Linked DNA regions of Sus scrofa: region 2 is linked to region 1. The links are chromatin contacts, called in public promoter capture Hi-C maps. All regions are on one chromosome and are shown on one strand. The core of a region is the stretch at or near the end of the contact, and the rest is flanking DNA. Distances in the headings are between cores, read along the strand shown.

The links. Promoter capture Hi-C pulls out the DNA fragments that hold promoters and counts their contacts.
Region 2: a contact with region 1 is called in a promoter capture Hi-C map of liver, with 2.4 times the contacts expected there. The contact joins the promoter of HSF2 here to the enhancer-like site in region 1. A contact is called at or near these places in 1 of 5 promoter capture datasets (liver) and 6 of 47 Hi-C or Micro-C datasets (blood, epiblast stem cells, liver and 3 more).

The regions. Positions count from the first base shown.
Region 1 is chr1:40,113,675-40,121,347 of Sscrofa11.1, reverse strand. It overlaps SERINC1 (serine incorporator 1), which reads right to left. Exons shown (of 10, transcript XM_013992615.2): 2 at 4,442-4,603; 3 at 1,444-1,613. Among named protein-coding and RNA genes, the nearest start is that of SERINC1, 18 kb to the right of the region's middle. Within about 2 kb of position 4,522, at least 3 of the 83 cell types and tissues checked have an H3K27ac peak or open chromatin away from gene starts, as enhancers often do. A contact at or near this core is called in liver, where this site is marked.
Region 2 is chr1:40,175,640-40,183,312 of Sscrofa11.1, reverse strand. HSF2 (heat shock factor protein 2) reads left to right here and starts at 3,005. Exons shown (of 13, transcript XM_005659227.3): 1 at 3,005-3,229. The coding sequence starts at 3,137.

The DNA.
Region 1 (7,673 bases), core at 3,273-5,772:
TAGCAAAAATAAGAAATCACGCACAAATATGATACCGAAACCAGCCGTCAGAGAAGAGGAGGGTACAAATTCAGGATAGTGGAGATGCATTTACAAGTATGAGACCAGCAACTTAAAACAATCTTGTGTATTTATATATAGACTCCTGTATCAAAACCTCATGATAACCACAAACCAAAAACCTACAACACGTACACATATGAGTAAGAAAAAGCAATCTAAACATAACACTAAATATAGTCATCAAGCCACAAAAACAGGGAACAAGGGAAGAAAAAAAGACAAAAATCCAAAATGATTACTAAAATGGCAATAAGAACACATACATCAATAATTACTTTAAATGTAAATGGACTAAATGCATCAACTGAAAGACATAGACTGGCTGAATGGATACAAAAACAAGACCTATATATATGCTGTCTACAAGAGCTCTACCTCAGCTCTAGAGGCTCATACAAATTGAAGGTGAGAGAATGGAAGAAGGTATTCCAGGGAAACAGAAATCAAAAGAAAGCCTGAGTAGCAATACTCATATGAGACAAAGTAGATTTTAAAACAAAGATGGTTACAAGAGACAAAGGACATAATGTTCAAAGGATCCAAGAATATATTACAACTGTAAATTGATATGCACTCAACATATAAGGATACTCATTTTTTTTTAATTTATGGGGGGAAAGAAACAGCAATAAAATTTAAAACATTCAAAACTGAGTGTCAGAAGTAGTACTCTATATTAATGGAAACTGATAAAAGAGACCCTGAAGTTTCTAGGTTGTCCAGTATAACCCTTCAGAAAATCAATCACCTTTCTTCAAAGGAATAAAGTTTTTCATTTTGGCTGCACTAAAATTTAAAGAACTAAGTTCAGTTTTATGTCATGAGTCTTGCCTAAGAAAAGCTAAAAGGAGGAGGAATGAGCACCTTATTATTATTCACAAAATGTGATAAATCTTTTTAGGATGAAAGTATAGCTGACTCCTGAACAATACTGGGTGGGGTTAGGGGCACTAACTCTCTATGCAGTTGAAAATCCACTTATAACTTATAGTCAGCCCTCTGTATCTGAGGTTCCTCATCCATGAATTCAATCAACCAACAGATCATGGATTATGTAGTACCATAGTATTTACTGTTGAAAGAAATATGTTTTTAAGTGGACCTGCACAATCCAAACCCATGTTGTTCACAAGGGTCAAATTTATTAAACATTATGCATTAGAGATTATACCGATAAATGATTCAAGGCTACTATTTAATAGTTTTATTTCCAAATTCTGACACATTCTCTATTAGAGACAACAGGATGCTCTTACCATTTCATTCATGAACAAAATAATTCTGCAGATTGTTCATGTTTACTTTAAACTTTTAGACAGACTCAAAATTACTGAGAAGAGGCTATCAAGACTTTATATTGAAGTTTATTCAAAAACCTACCCATTATGCACTGCAGCTCTAGGATCACTGCTGCTCTTTACTTTGATCATCAGTAGAGACAGGAGAAGATGAAACATTGCCAATCCAAAGCACAAACGGTATACAGCTTTATAGCCAACCAGAATATTACAAGGGACCACTCCTTTCTCATTCTCACAAAATCCAGGAATCTGAAAAACAAAAACAAACATTTGTGATCTAGGATTTTTTTCAAGTAAAAATGAAAATTCCTGTGTAATTGAACAGTTTAAGGTTTAGAAAATTGAAGTTCGTTTTACAGTTTACACTGAAAACGTAATCAAGGCTAGAACATTTTCATAGGACAAATTTAACTTTTTTTTTCACTTTATGTGAGTACTGGATAAACTACAAATAAATGCCAATCCTAAAGTGGATGTTTGACTTGGAGACTTATTCTAAGTTTTTTAAAACTTGCATACCACTGTGATATACTGAATCACATGTCTAAAAGAAAAAAAATCAAAGTTTAAAGAATTACAGAGTAAATAATTAAATCAGTTTCTAAATACTAAAGAGAACAATGATGGCTTTTCAAAGCCAACACTATTTAAAGTCATTCTGCATTTTGGGCACTTATTCTAAAAGCATTATTTCTGATAATGGATGGATCTGGATTAACAGCATAATGGCTGGTGTATTTTGAATTTAAAATCTTGAAAAAGACTGATTATGGTTTCAGAAAACCATACTGGAATCAGAGTAAAAGAAAGTATTTAAAAATATTTTTAGGTAAAATAAATGAGGAGATTCACTATTCACATGTATCAGAGTATATCACTGCCTCTAGGAAATATTAAAGCAAACCAATATGCTACAAATGGTAACATGTACCTTTAAAACCAAGAACCTAATATCATACTCAAGCTAATGGAATTGTTACTTCTTTTGCTAGTTTCTATGCAGTCTGTAAACTCTTTCCTGGTCTCACTTCAATCCTACCTTCCCAACCCAGTTTAACATTATGGCAATATGTACTTATCCATACTTGTAACATGTATTCACTAACACCCTTAATTATCCAATGCCCTTAAATGACAGCAGCACATTACCTGGCCAACTTCCATCATCAAATTTCAATTCAATCACCTGTATTAGGTAAAGCTGCCACAGTATCAACCTCCAAATACAGTGGCTTAAGAAGGCTACATTTCTTGCTCATGTGCATAAACATAGTTGACTCTAAATAGTCAACTAAAGAATGCAGGCTGTGAGAGAAGCCACCATCTCAAACGATGTACAGGTTGTGACAGAGGGGAAAAAAAAAAAGAAAAAAAAAAGAACCTACAGCAGCAAGTAGAGGTCAACGTGTATCACTTATAACTCACTGACCAGTACTGGAGACATGGTCTTATGGTCTTACATATCACAAGTATTCTAAGAAATGCAAGTCTCTATGACCTGCAGAAAGCAGAGGCAGAAATATTTGGGGATTAGAAACATTTGTCAACTAAACCACTCATACCAGCAGTCAACTGGATCCATGACAAAACCATATGAACACCTTTTGGCACATCTTTTGCTTATACCCAGGACTTGAATAACATCAACTGAACATCTACATTGGCCATGTAAAATGTGAATTTCACAACTGTAATAAGCTAATTTCTGAAATTTACACCATTTTTCCTCATGCCAAAGCCAACCCCAAGCAGACATTTATAACTTAAAATGGAGGTCATCTGACATAAATACTCTGTCAACCTCAAATATTTTATTGTTATTCATCTTTCTTGGAGGAAAGCTAACTTCTATAAGCCTTCTTTTGATCACATTCTTCCTCATGGTTAGATCCCTTACAACTACCCTCAGTATTCAAATGATTAAATCTTCCTATCCTAAAAGACCCTTTCTTTTAACAGCCTCCCTTTCATTAAGAAAATCCTCAAATAAGCAGTTTATACCCATTTGTTACATTTTCTGATAGCTAGCTAGCTAACTTCCTCCCACTTTTTCTAGCTCCAGCACTCTAAAAATACTGCGTTTTCAAGACACGAGGCACATACTGGTTGTCAAATCTAGAGGCTATTCACACTCTTTCACCTCCCCCCCCGCTACCCCAAAGACATTATAACACCCTACTCCTAAGGCCTACAAAACAAGTATTTGGTTCTTTTTTTTCCCTACAGTTCCTTCAGAGGTTCCCTTTTCTCCACCAACCCCCTTAGGAGCTTTTGTCAAAGTTCTAGCTCCGCTCACTCCAATAGTCTTCTTCAGCATATGCTATCATAGTTTGAATTTCATCTCTATCCCTGATTTGAGTTACACATCCATATTTTCTACTTCCTGCTCAATACACTGCAGAACTCCTAAGCCAATGTATTAGAAACTTTATTTTCCCCATCTCCTTTCACAAACTGACTCCTAGAAAAAAAAATTTTTTTCCCTCCAAAATAAAACACCCTAAAAAAAAAAATCCTAAGTTTACACCAAGTTTCCTCTCAGTTACCCATATCAGAACCTTGTTCTACCACTGTCAATGTTGAAATCCAGATTCAGTCAATTCTACATTCAGAGAATCTATTGCAGGCCCTCTATGCACTTCATGATTATACCATTCCAACAGCCTCCACACTTTAACTGCTTGCCTTCTGTCTTAATTATCAGATAAATCTTCCTAAAGCATACTCAAAAAGGTTTTATTCCCATTCTGTTTTTCAATCTCTGCATATCAAAAGTTATACTCATTCTTACAATGTCCATTTTTCCATGAGATCCACAGTGATTCTGATATTTCCCTGGTTAGAATTATTTATTTCCTCTTAGTATCACAGAGTTTAATAAACTGCTTTTATTGTTCGTCTTTTCTAAAGGATTATGAGCTACTAAAATTGGAATTAACTGTTATTTTACTTTATACAGCATCCTGTTTACAATACACAACAAGCAGTCTTGTGTGTGTATATATATACACACACACATATACACACACACACACTAAGGTTCAGTTAATCTTTTTTTTTTTTTCTTAAAGACTAACCTTATTCAGTTGTTCTTCCATTCCTGGTATCAACATTACACAAGCTACACACACTCCAACAAGCAAAAAAAGGGCATAGATCAACCTAGTTACAGTGGAGTTGTTTCCACTTGGACAGCATCGGCACAGCAAACACGGGGCACTGCCACACAAACACGGTATCTGGAGAAAAGAACATTAAAAGTCAGTATGGTTTAAAATGATACAGTGAAAAATTTACACTCTATCTACTCAAAAAAGAAAGGACTGAAGAAGTTAATTAGCAAGATATTTGGGTCACATATATTCTCTATAAACATGAAACTTAGTGACTTTTGCGTAAAGATGGAGCAAAATAAAACAAAAATTGCTTGCCCTTTATATCAGACAAAATGAATACTCAGTTAAATACTTAGTTCATCCAAAAAAAAAAAAAAAAATCAGCAGCAGCAACTAAAGTTTAGCTGAAAAAAGAAATGGAATATTCATAATTAGCTGATCTCAACTCCTGTTTTTTAACCCCCAGAAATCATGCTAATGAATTCATACAAGTCTGAGATTTCTCAGATACCCCAGTGGAGGAAATAAGTGAATTCACATTCTTGTCTTTGCCCTCTTCCGACTTGGGGTGGTGTTAGCACTAAAAATTTCTATTAGAATTGGGCAAAATAGAGTAAGTGAACAACTGGCCTAGCTAGCTAGCATTCTCTAACAGACCTCCACATTAACCAGCAGTATATTCTAGGAGAAAAAGACAGCTCCTTAAGCAGGAGAGGTTAAAAGTATTTAACAATATCTCCAAAATGCAAATTGAAAGTATTCTCATAAGAACTGAATATAATCTAGGCTGAGTTCCACATACCATCAGACACCACAGGAAAGAAGTATTGTAGAAGACAAACATACCGTAGCAATTCTACCCTAGGTAGAATCAGGGCCACTTATACTAAATTTCACTAAGATAAAAATAAATGTCATGGCAACAATAAAACATACTTTAGCAAAACATACAAATAAATGAATACCCCTCTTAGAGGGGGAAAAAAAGGCATTTGAAAAATCCTATCTGAAATAAAACAATCAGTAAGAAAAGGAAATTCCCTATAATTGGCTCACTTGAAGCAAAAAGGAGAGCACAAAAATGAAATAGGAAAAGAACAAGATGAAAAGGACGATTGCAGGGCTCTGAAGAAATGAGGAGAAAAACAAGTTTAAAACACTAAAGATTAACTATCATGAAACAAAAGGGAAAATGCTGAAAACAAAATTACTGATGGATAAGTAAAGCTTGGGATAAGTACCACACTTTCAGGCCAAGACAGAGTAATAGTGACCAGACTTATCCTACTTCCATGGGAAAAAACGAAAAAATGTTTTTTCAGACAATTAACAGCCATTGTATGATACTAATTTCTGAGAGATGAAACAACATTAGTGCTATGATTGGCCCAATTTTTCTGCCTGGTTTCCAGTGCAGGGAGGGGAATTTAGACAGAAGGGAGTAGTCTATCGACTTGAGGAGGCAGAGCTGAGACAGAAGTGAGAACTCAGCAAAGTGAAAGCAACTACAGTTTATAGGGCAGAAACAAGGAGGAGAAAGTTACATAGAGTGAGATCTGCAAAGGCTTCAACTTGTGTCTTTAGCAGGATATTGATCAGTACATGCAATTGATTAAATTACTCTGTGTATGGGGAGGGTGGGGGGGAGAGTGTGTGTGTGCAGGGGGAGGAACAGAGGTGGGGTTGGTATTACTAGGCAGAGCGGAAAAACTTTATAATCATGAGGCCCTAGTAATTATAGGGCTATTATGATACAGTATGGGGGAGGGTAAATCAGTCATAAGGCTAAGGGCCACTCCAGTCTCAAAGACTAAAAGCAAACATTGAAAAGATCAAATTCTCTTCAAATAACTCACCTATGTCTAAGAAAGGGCCCAAGGATATTTTTTAAAAGTACAAGATATCTAGCACCAATCAAGGTAACATTTACAACATCTGACAATAAATTGTTGGGCATGCCAAGAAGCTATAATAAAGTCAATAAATCAAAACCAACCTGGAAATTAGGCAGATGACTGAATTCAATTATAAATAACAACACTCTAATGTTGCTGTAACTATACTTTGCTCAAGTAGAGAAAAATACAGTATATTGAGGAAAGATGTGAAAGATAATTTAAAAGCTCTATATTAAACTTCCAGAGATGAAAAATAAGATGCCTGAAAAGTGTTTGATAAGACGCTGCAGAAAAGACCAATGAAACTGAAGATACAGCAAAAGAAATGATGCAAAATGAAAAAGATATAAAGACTAGAACAAAAATAACAGGATTAGTGTTGTGAGAAAACTTCAAACAGCCTAATACACATGAAATTGGGGCTCCTGAAGGAAAGAAGAGACAGGAGAGCCTTTTGAGGAAATAATTGCAAAATGTTCCTAAATTAACGAAAACCATAAACTCGCAGACCCAACAAACTCAAAAGCCCATGCAAAATAAACATAATGGAAATGCATGCCAAGTCACATCATAATCAAACTGTTTAAAAACAATGATAAACAGAAAAATGTTAAAAGGAGGCGGAAAAATAAAGGAATATTACATAAAGAAGCAAAAATAAAGATCTTAGACTTCTAGTAAAAAAACTTTGCAAGCCAAAAGTCAGTACTGAATGAAAATAATTGTAAACATGGAAGTTTATAGTCAGAAAAAAATATCCTTCAGAGTTCCTGCTGTGGCACAGTAGGTTAAAGATCCAGCATTGCTGCAGCTGTGGTGTAGGTCACAGAGGCAGCTCAGATTTGATCCCTGGCCCAGTTACTTCCATAGGTAGTGGGTGTGGCCAAACAACAAAAACACCAAAAAAAAAACCAAGGGAAAATGAGGACATTTTTAGGCATAGAGAAAAGAATCCAAAGCTAACCAACTTAAACTGTCAGAAATGTTGAAGGAAAGCTTTCAAGCAGAAGGAAGGTTACACTAGATAGACATGTGGATCTACACAAAAGAAACGAACAAAGGAAATGATAAGTATGTATTTATTTTCCTTATATAAAAAAGGTTACTTTAAAAGATAATTATCTTTTTAAAACAAAAATAACAGCAATGTATTCTGAGTAGTTATAACAAAGATGGGGTGTTCCGTCATGACTCAGTAGTTAACAAATCCAACTAGGAACCATGAGGTTGAGGGTTCAATCCCTGGCCTTGCTCAGTGGGTTAAGGATCTGGCGTTGCTGTGAACTGTGGTGTAG
Region 2 (7,673 bases), core at 1,756-4,255, 63 kb before region 1:
ATTGTTGACTTTGGCTCAAATATGTTTCTTCTGATATTTGTGGGATATTATAGGTGGCAAATACTTGTGAATTAGCTTGATTTGGTCTTCTTCCCTTCTCAGTTTCAGATTTAAGTGCAAATAAGCCAATAAGGATTTTCTTTTCCCCAAAAATATCTCTAATAAATTCTTAAAGTTTTCAAAAAGTTTATTAATTACAATAAATATTAAGGATTATGTTATAAAGAAAACATAGTACTTTAAATTATTCCTGGAAATTCTGGATTTTGTTGAGGAGAAGTGTGAACAGCAGCAAGCCTGTGAAGAATCGTACTTGCCCTTGAAGGAGGAAGGGAATGTCAGATTACTAATTTTTCTTTTACAATTGTGGTTCTCAAATTCTGGACCCAGGGCCAGCAGCATCTGTGTTACCTGGGAACCTTTCAGAAATACAAAATCTTGGCCTGAACCCCAGATCTACTGAGTGGAGCAGGGGATGGGGAAAAGAAGCAGCAGTTTGTTTTTCAGAAGCTCTCCAGATGATTCTGATATAGGCTAAAACTTGAGGCACATTGGTAAAAAAGGAAAAAAAAGCATATGTTTCAGACTGCAAAAGGCATGGTTTCCATTCCAAACACAGCCATTTGATTTTAGACGCACCACCTATTTCCTGGTGTTATCATCATATTAGCTGCTTAATAACTTAACCCTGTGGCTGACCTGATGAGTATTATAACTAATACCTGCTCATTTGTTACATTGATAGTCTCCTGCCTCCAAGTGATTTGGATACAGGATAAAGTTTGAGAGCCACTGATCTATATGTGTAATATATTGGAAGCAGATCAGCTATATCATTTGAGGGACCCAATGCAAAGTGAAAATGCAGGGTCCTTTGTACAAAAATTAAGAATTTCAAGATGGTGATGTGCAGAGCATTAAACCAAGTATGGGGCCCCTATTAAGTATAGGCCTACAACTGCACAGGATGAATGCCCAAAGAGGAGTTTTTGCTTGTACCAAACCACACCACTTAGTTTTGTTTTCAGATAGAAGTAATACGATGCCATGAAAGTAGGCCACATTTCCTCCTCAGACATGATCTCCTGTGCTGTCAGTCAAATAGATTGTGCTTATTAATTTTCCCATCTTTGCTCAGTGTTATGGGATAGTTTTTAGCTATTGAAATGCATTTTTACTTCAAGACCCAACTTAAGTTATCCATCTTCTAAGTCTTGCCTTACTACCTTAACTCATTTAACTCTTGTCTTTCTAAACTTTTCAGTACTTGTTTTATGATATAAATTTAGATCTTTTTAAAAATATTAGTAACTGCTGGTCATTGTGTTCCTCTTGTTTCTTAAGTCAGAGTATGAACATCTGAAGTAGAGATGGGCTTTTGACGATGCAGTGTCATCATCATACAATGAAAAGAGGATGGGCTTTTGAACTCAATAAAGCCTGGCTGTAAACACTCCCTCTTGTTTACTACCTATAATATAGGTAAATTCACTTTGAGTCTCAGAATTTTCATTGGGAAAATGAAGTAAGACCTACTGCACTGGGTTGTTAGGAGGATTAAATTATATATGTAAATCCCTGGGCATATATAAATGCTCAACAAATATTAATTGATTTGTGGAATGTCTCCCTCCATACATTTGATTTTATTTCAGCAAACATATCATTGATGAACACAAAGTTAGTATTCAATATTAGCTCTTTGGAAATCGTGTGTATTTTATTTTTTATTGTATTAGACGTACCTAGGAAATAAATCTATTCTATGTTGAATTTCATATAAACTGTAATTGTTACCTCTAACTTGTTAGTAAATTCTTTTTTTTAAGGCCACACCCATGGTATATGGAAATTCCCAGGCCAGGAATTGAATCCAAGCTGGCAGTGACCGGAGCAGAAGCAGTCATACTCTTTGCCCACTGCCCTGCGATGGAAACTCAGTTTGTAAACTCTTATACTTACATTCTGACTTTTGCAAAAAAAAAATTTCTGTACATTTATTTTGTACAATTTTTTTGTACAATTCTTTATATATTCAAAGTATTTTCACACCTACTATATTATTAATGTTATCTCACAGGGGTGAAAGAGTTTTACTCCTAATAAAGAGATGGTAAATATTGGCACAGACAGATTAAGGGATTTCTCTAAATTACATACTACCAGTAAAATCTAATATCCATTAATGTTTCCTAAATCAGATATGCTGACTCCTTCTGTAATATTTTCTCCACTATACCAAATCTGTAAAGGACATAACACAAAAAGGACAATTATTTTAAGAATATACCTGTAAATTATCTAACGGAACAGTTATTTTGATTGAGACGCTTTCTTTTTATGCTGACCACATAGTGAGCATTCTGTGTCTGTCAAATTAAACAGCATGCAAGGTGCCTATTACAATTCTTGATTCACTGTAGTATGTGTTCAGTAAAGAGTGAGTTATTAAATTCCTCTTTTTGATAAACGCATTCTAAAGGAACAATTTTTTCCCAATGAAAATTAAAAGACAAGGTTCATTATTTTCAAGACCGTTTCAACTTCGGGCCTAGCAAATCACGCTTAAAAGCTGTTTTTCCCGCATGTGAATTATTACTCTCCTTCCCCCTGCCTGACCGAGGCAACCACACTTTGCCTACCAAACTTATGACTCAAAGGCCCCTGAGGACTTTTTGTAGCCTTCCAGCCAAAACCCAAGCACCCAAAGCCGCTTCCACGTGAAACAACCAAACACACTCCCCTGCCCCTAAGGTCAGCTACAGCGAGAGCTTCTGTATAAAAGGCGAATGAAAAGGCAGCGCCCCCCTTTTAATCCCACCCCTCCACGTCTGCAGTATCCAATCACTTTTCTTTGTCGTGAGTTCAGCGCCTGGGATTGGCTGCGAACGGAACCGGCGCGGGACCAGTGCGCACAGGCCGAGCGGGGAGACTTGTCCATCACGTGCGGCCGCCCGGCCACCCCGCCTCACTGCACGCCTGGCGGGGCCGGGGGGGCGGGGCCCGGGAGCTGCTGCGCCTGCGTTGTGGGCGTTCTCGGGGAGCAGCTGCCGCCGCCGCCACCGCCGCCGCCGCCGACGCCGTCGCTACCGCCGCGTTCGGGTGTAGAATTTGGAATCCCTGCTCCTCGTTAACAATGAAGCAGAGTTCGAACGTGCCAGCTTTCCTCAGCAAGCTGTGGACGCTTGTGGAGGAAACCCACACCAACGAGTTCATCACCTGGAGTCAGGTAAGGGTGAGGGCACGGCGGCCTCCGAACCCCCTGACTAACCTCCTCTCTCGCTCGCTCCAGCGGGGTTGTCTCTCGCGGCCTGCGGCTCGACTCCCTCTGCGAGGCCCGCGGCGCGGGGGATGGCGGGGTGGCGCGGGCCTCGGCGTGCGGCCTCGCGGGGGACCCCGGTATTGTTCGCTCGGGTAGCCGCCGGGGTCCGGACCGGCGCCGCTGGCTCAGGCCGCGGTGGGGGAGGGGCGGCCCGCGCGGGGCGCCGCTGCCCGGGAGACCCCGTAACGGTCCGGCCAGGCGGCGTTCGGAACCCGGCCTGCTGAACGCGGGCGGCCGATGAGACGCGGGGGCCACGTTACTGCACACTCATCCTCCGTCCTCCCGCCCGGCTCGCGGGCTGTAGCTCAATGAGGGCACCGGCAGCTCTGCCCGAGATCTTCACCGCGGGGTTTTTCTGAGGCGGTCGTTACCACCGCGACCTGATTCTTGCCCCCAAAACAGACACTCAGCGCGCCTCGCGCATCGGCTCTTTAGGACAGCAGTCAGAGAAGGAGGCAATTGTGTAAACGCAGGTTCCTGCTTATCAGGAGGTTTAAAAATATTATATAGAAAATGGTACATTATTCACGGGAGATCCCGAGCCATTGATATAAGCGCATTTTTAGGATTATTTTAATAAAAGTGTCCACAGACAGGTGTTCAGTAACAGAGTGAAGAGCTAAATTTCACCGGACGGTTGCCAGCAGTGTGGTGTATAGATGCCGTGATCATTGGTTAGATCCTAATTGTGCCACAAAACAAGGATGACCTTAATCAAGATCCCTGTCTTGTCTGGCCCAAGTGTCATCCTCCGTAAGATGAACGGGTTGCTTAGGTGATCCAAGACCCCCTTTAGTTCCAAATGCTAAGATTCTAATTAGAGTGATTATTACATAAACTGCGCTTACGTTAGAATACACTCTTAAGCTCTTGGAATCATTTTGTGAAGGGGAGCGGAGTTTTCTTACTGTAGATCATCTGTTTGGGATGTTATCTTGTTTAGAGGTCTGGAAAAAAGTGAAAACTACCTGCACAATGCCTAGCACCTGTTAAGTGCTGAGTAAATGTTTCCTTTTCTTCTCCCTTTCTTTTCGGTTCCTTTCCTATTATAGGAACCTTAAGTTTTATTACTTAACTTTTATGGTAATAGGGAGCACTATATTGAGTATGTGAAGTTTTGACTACTATAACAGCATATTCTGCCTTATATTGCTGTCAGTTTTTAATTTTCTTTATCTCCCTCTAGGACTCAGTTTTCTTGAAGGTCAGTATCATCGATTGAATGTTGTTTGTTAAACATTCGATGAGTTCTGTAAAGTTGTACTAAGAATGGTGAAAATAAGGAATCCAGTCACCAGTATACACTTAAAAATAAAAAATGTCTCATGCTCTTCATCAGTCATAAGGATTAAAAGTTGACAAGAATGGATCAGCACAGATTGCTATTACTCAGCAGAGTTAGGGTTTGGACTAAGAGTCTCCCCACTCCCAAGCTGACTTTTATCATACCTATCTTGTTTTTATTGCCTAGGAATGGTCCCTAAATATATTTGTAATTGGTTTTAATTAAGGGATATTTTGTCAGTGGCAGGTCTAATAAGATCTGATAGCCAAAATATTTTAAAATATTCTTCTTTAATGGGCAATATCAAATGTGGAGAGTTTCATACTAATCCATAAGTGCATCACTTTATGAATTCTAACTGAAATAAGCCACTTAAAATCACTCTTACTTTTCCCATTTTTTAAGTCTAAACTTATGTTTTAGCTATTTATTTTGTAAAACATAATAGGACAATTAAAGTATAAATTCAATGAAGGCAGGGAATGTATTTGTGCCAAGGGACCCAGTAGGTACTTAATAAATGTTTGATGAAGCAGTGAAATTCTTGGAATAAGTAATGGAAATGAGGAATGATAAAGTTAGAATTAGGCTTGAAAATCTCCAAGATCATCTGGTTTGGTCTTAGCCTTATGTGGATGAGGATTTGAGGCTTAGACAGGTTAGATTATTTATCTATAATTACAAAGCTGTCCATTATTGGAGATGGGACTCTAACATAGATTTCTGACCTCTCAAATTATTTTTCCACCAATAGCAGTACACTTAATACAGGTTATCACAGTATTTAGTTTTATACCAAAATGTTTCCCCTCCACAAGTCAGTGGACAATTCTGGATTAATTTTGTCTAGGGCTAAGCTTAGTTGTGTAGGGAAACTGTTTTACTCTCCCACAGATTTTTCCAAAAACAGGGTTAACAATGAAAGGTAAAACTTTAGTTGAACAATGATGTTAGATGGAAAAACCAAAATAATTTACTCTCATCTCTTTTAAGATGCTACTTACGGTTGTTTCTGGTTTCTTTCATACTTGTTTTGCTGGACTTCTGTTGAGGTAATTTAGCATTTATACTATCTGAGTGAAAATCATATTAAGACCTTTAAGAAGTAGCAGATGTTTTGGAAACCAGGCAGTCTTTTATGCAATTATTTTCACTTATGAAAAATAATTTATTTCTCTAGCTTTAATATAAGGAAAGGGGAGAAAAGTCTTACCAACTGCAATTTGAAAAGCTTAGTTTAATATTCCTGAAGAATTATATTTGTAATAGGACAAAAATGAAACAGTACCCCTATCCACATCATTGATTACAGAATTATAATCTTCTGAACAATCAAAATTATACTGTTATGGACTTTTGTGTATGTGTGGGTGTGTTTTTAGGGCTGCACCCGCGGCATATGGAAATTCCCAGGCTAGGGGTCGAATGTCAGAGCTACAGCTGCCGGCCTGTGCCACAGCAACACAGGATCCAGGCCACGTCTGTGACCTGCACCACAGCTCATGGCAAATCCACTGAGCAAGGCCAGGGATGGAACCCGCATCCTCATGGATACTATGGATTCGTTTCCACTTTGCCACAAAGGGAACTCCCTGTTACAGACTTAAATAATAAAAATCTCTTTATATTGAGAGATTTTAAACCTATTGTACATCCCTTAAATTTCCACCATTGATGTTTCTTTTTCTTTTCTTTTTGTTTTTACATGCCCTATTACTTCAAAATTTTGTATAGCTATTTTGACTCTGGTAGGCAGTCTATTATCAGAATCAAGGACAGAGTACTGTCAGACTACCTGAACCTGTTTTAAATGTAACAGAGTCCTAAACAGAGGGCACAGGTTTAGCTTGGAAGCAACTGGGGAAACTTGATATTCAGGGACAAGAGGTTGTGGAAGTTGAATGGAAGTTCTCACCATTGATAGTGAGGAACAGACTTTACCATTACTGGTATATGATAATTAGTGTATATTGAAATCAAGCAATATGAAAAAAGGAAAGTCTTTGTTTTGCCATTGTTACTATCTTTGTCCCAGTTCTTCAGGTTGCTTCACAAAACCAAGAAGTGATTTCCACTAAGGACCTCATACCTGTCTGTTCCATCTTTTGGGGTCCTATGGCAATCTCAGCTTCCCTGTCTGTCTCAAATCAGCAGAGGCAAATCAGGAAATAGAGAAAGGGGGTAAAACCAGAATTTGTCCAGTGTTTTCTAGCTGTTTTGGATGAATTTGAACAGTAGATCCTTAGACTTCCTACTGTTATGATATTGTTTTGAGGTTTCCAACAACCATTGCTTTATTACAGTATTCTCAAGTGAAAATAACAAAGGCCATAAATGTGGTGGCAGAGTAGGGGTAAAATCCACTTTAGATGGGCCTACAGAAAAGATGATCGATTCGTTGACAGGTACTTTTTACTTGTATACATAAGAGAGAATAAGCTAGAGACTCAGAAGGAATGGTTGGTAAACATTAAGAAATTATAGACTGGTTGTTTAAAAAAGTGTTAGAGATTTCTGTTTTGGAAAGTGTTTTTAAGTAATGAGCCTGAAGTATTATATTATTATTGAGTATTTTGGACATATTTAACCAAGAATGCAAATTTGAGCAGAAACAACTGTTACTACTCTTTGGAAGTTTGCCAGTATTTATGAGTAAGGCCTAAAGAAAAGCTATCATCCTTCCCATCCTACTGAGTAGTAGTGGCTTTTTTGTCCCTTAAAAAATGTAAAGGGAGTGTTCTATGTTATGTTGTTTAAGCTTCACAGGTTTAAACAACAGTAAGGTGGAATATTTGCTCTCAAAGAGATTATTTTTAAATTTTGGAGTAGAAACTGAAGGAATACCATAAGCAGAGACACAGAATGATGTGAATGAATGAGTTAGGGTTGTTTGTGTTTGAGAGAGCAAATATAAACAAGAGGCATAAATCTCTTCATTTAATATAATCCAAGAATTGAAATTCTAAAAATATAGTATGGTTCACTGTGACTAAGAGTCATCTATTTAGTAACTCACAAATGCTTGTTGTGACTCTTGTTAAGACCAGACAGTGTGCTAGATAATAG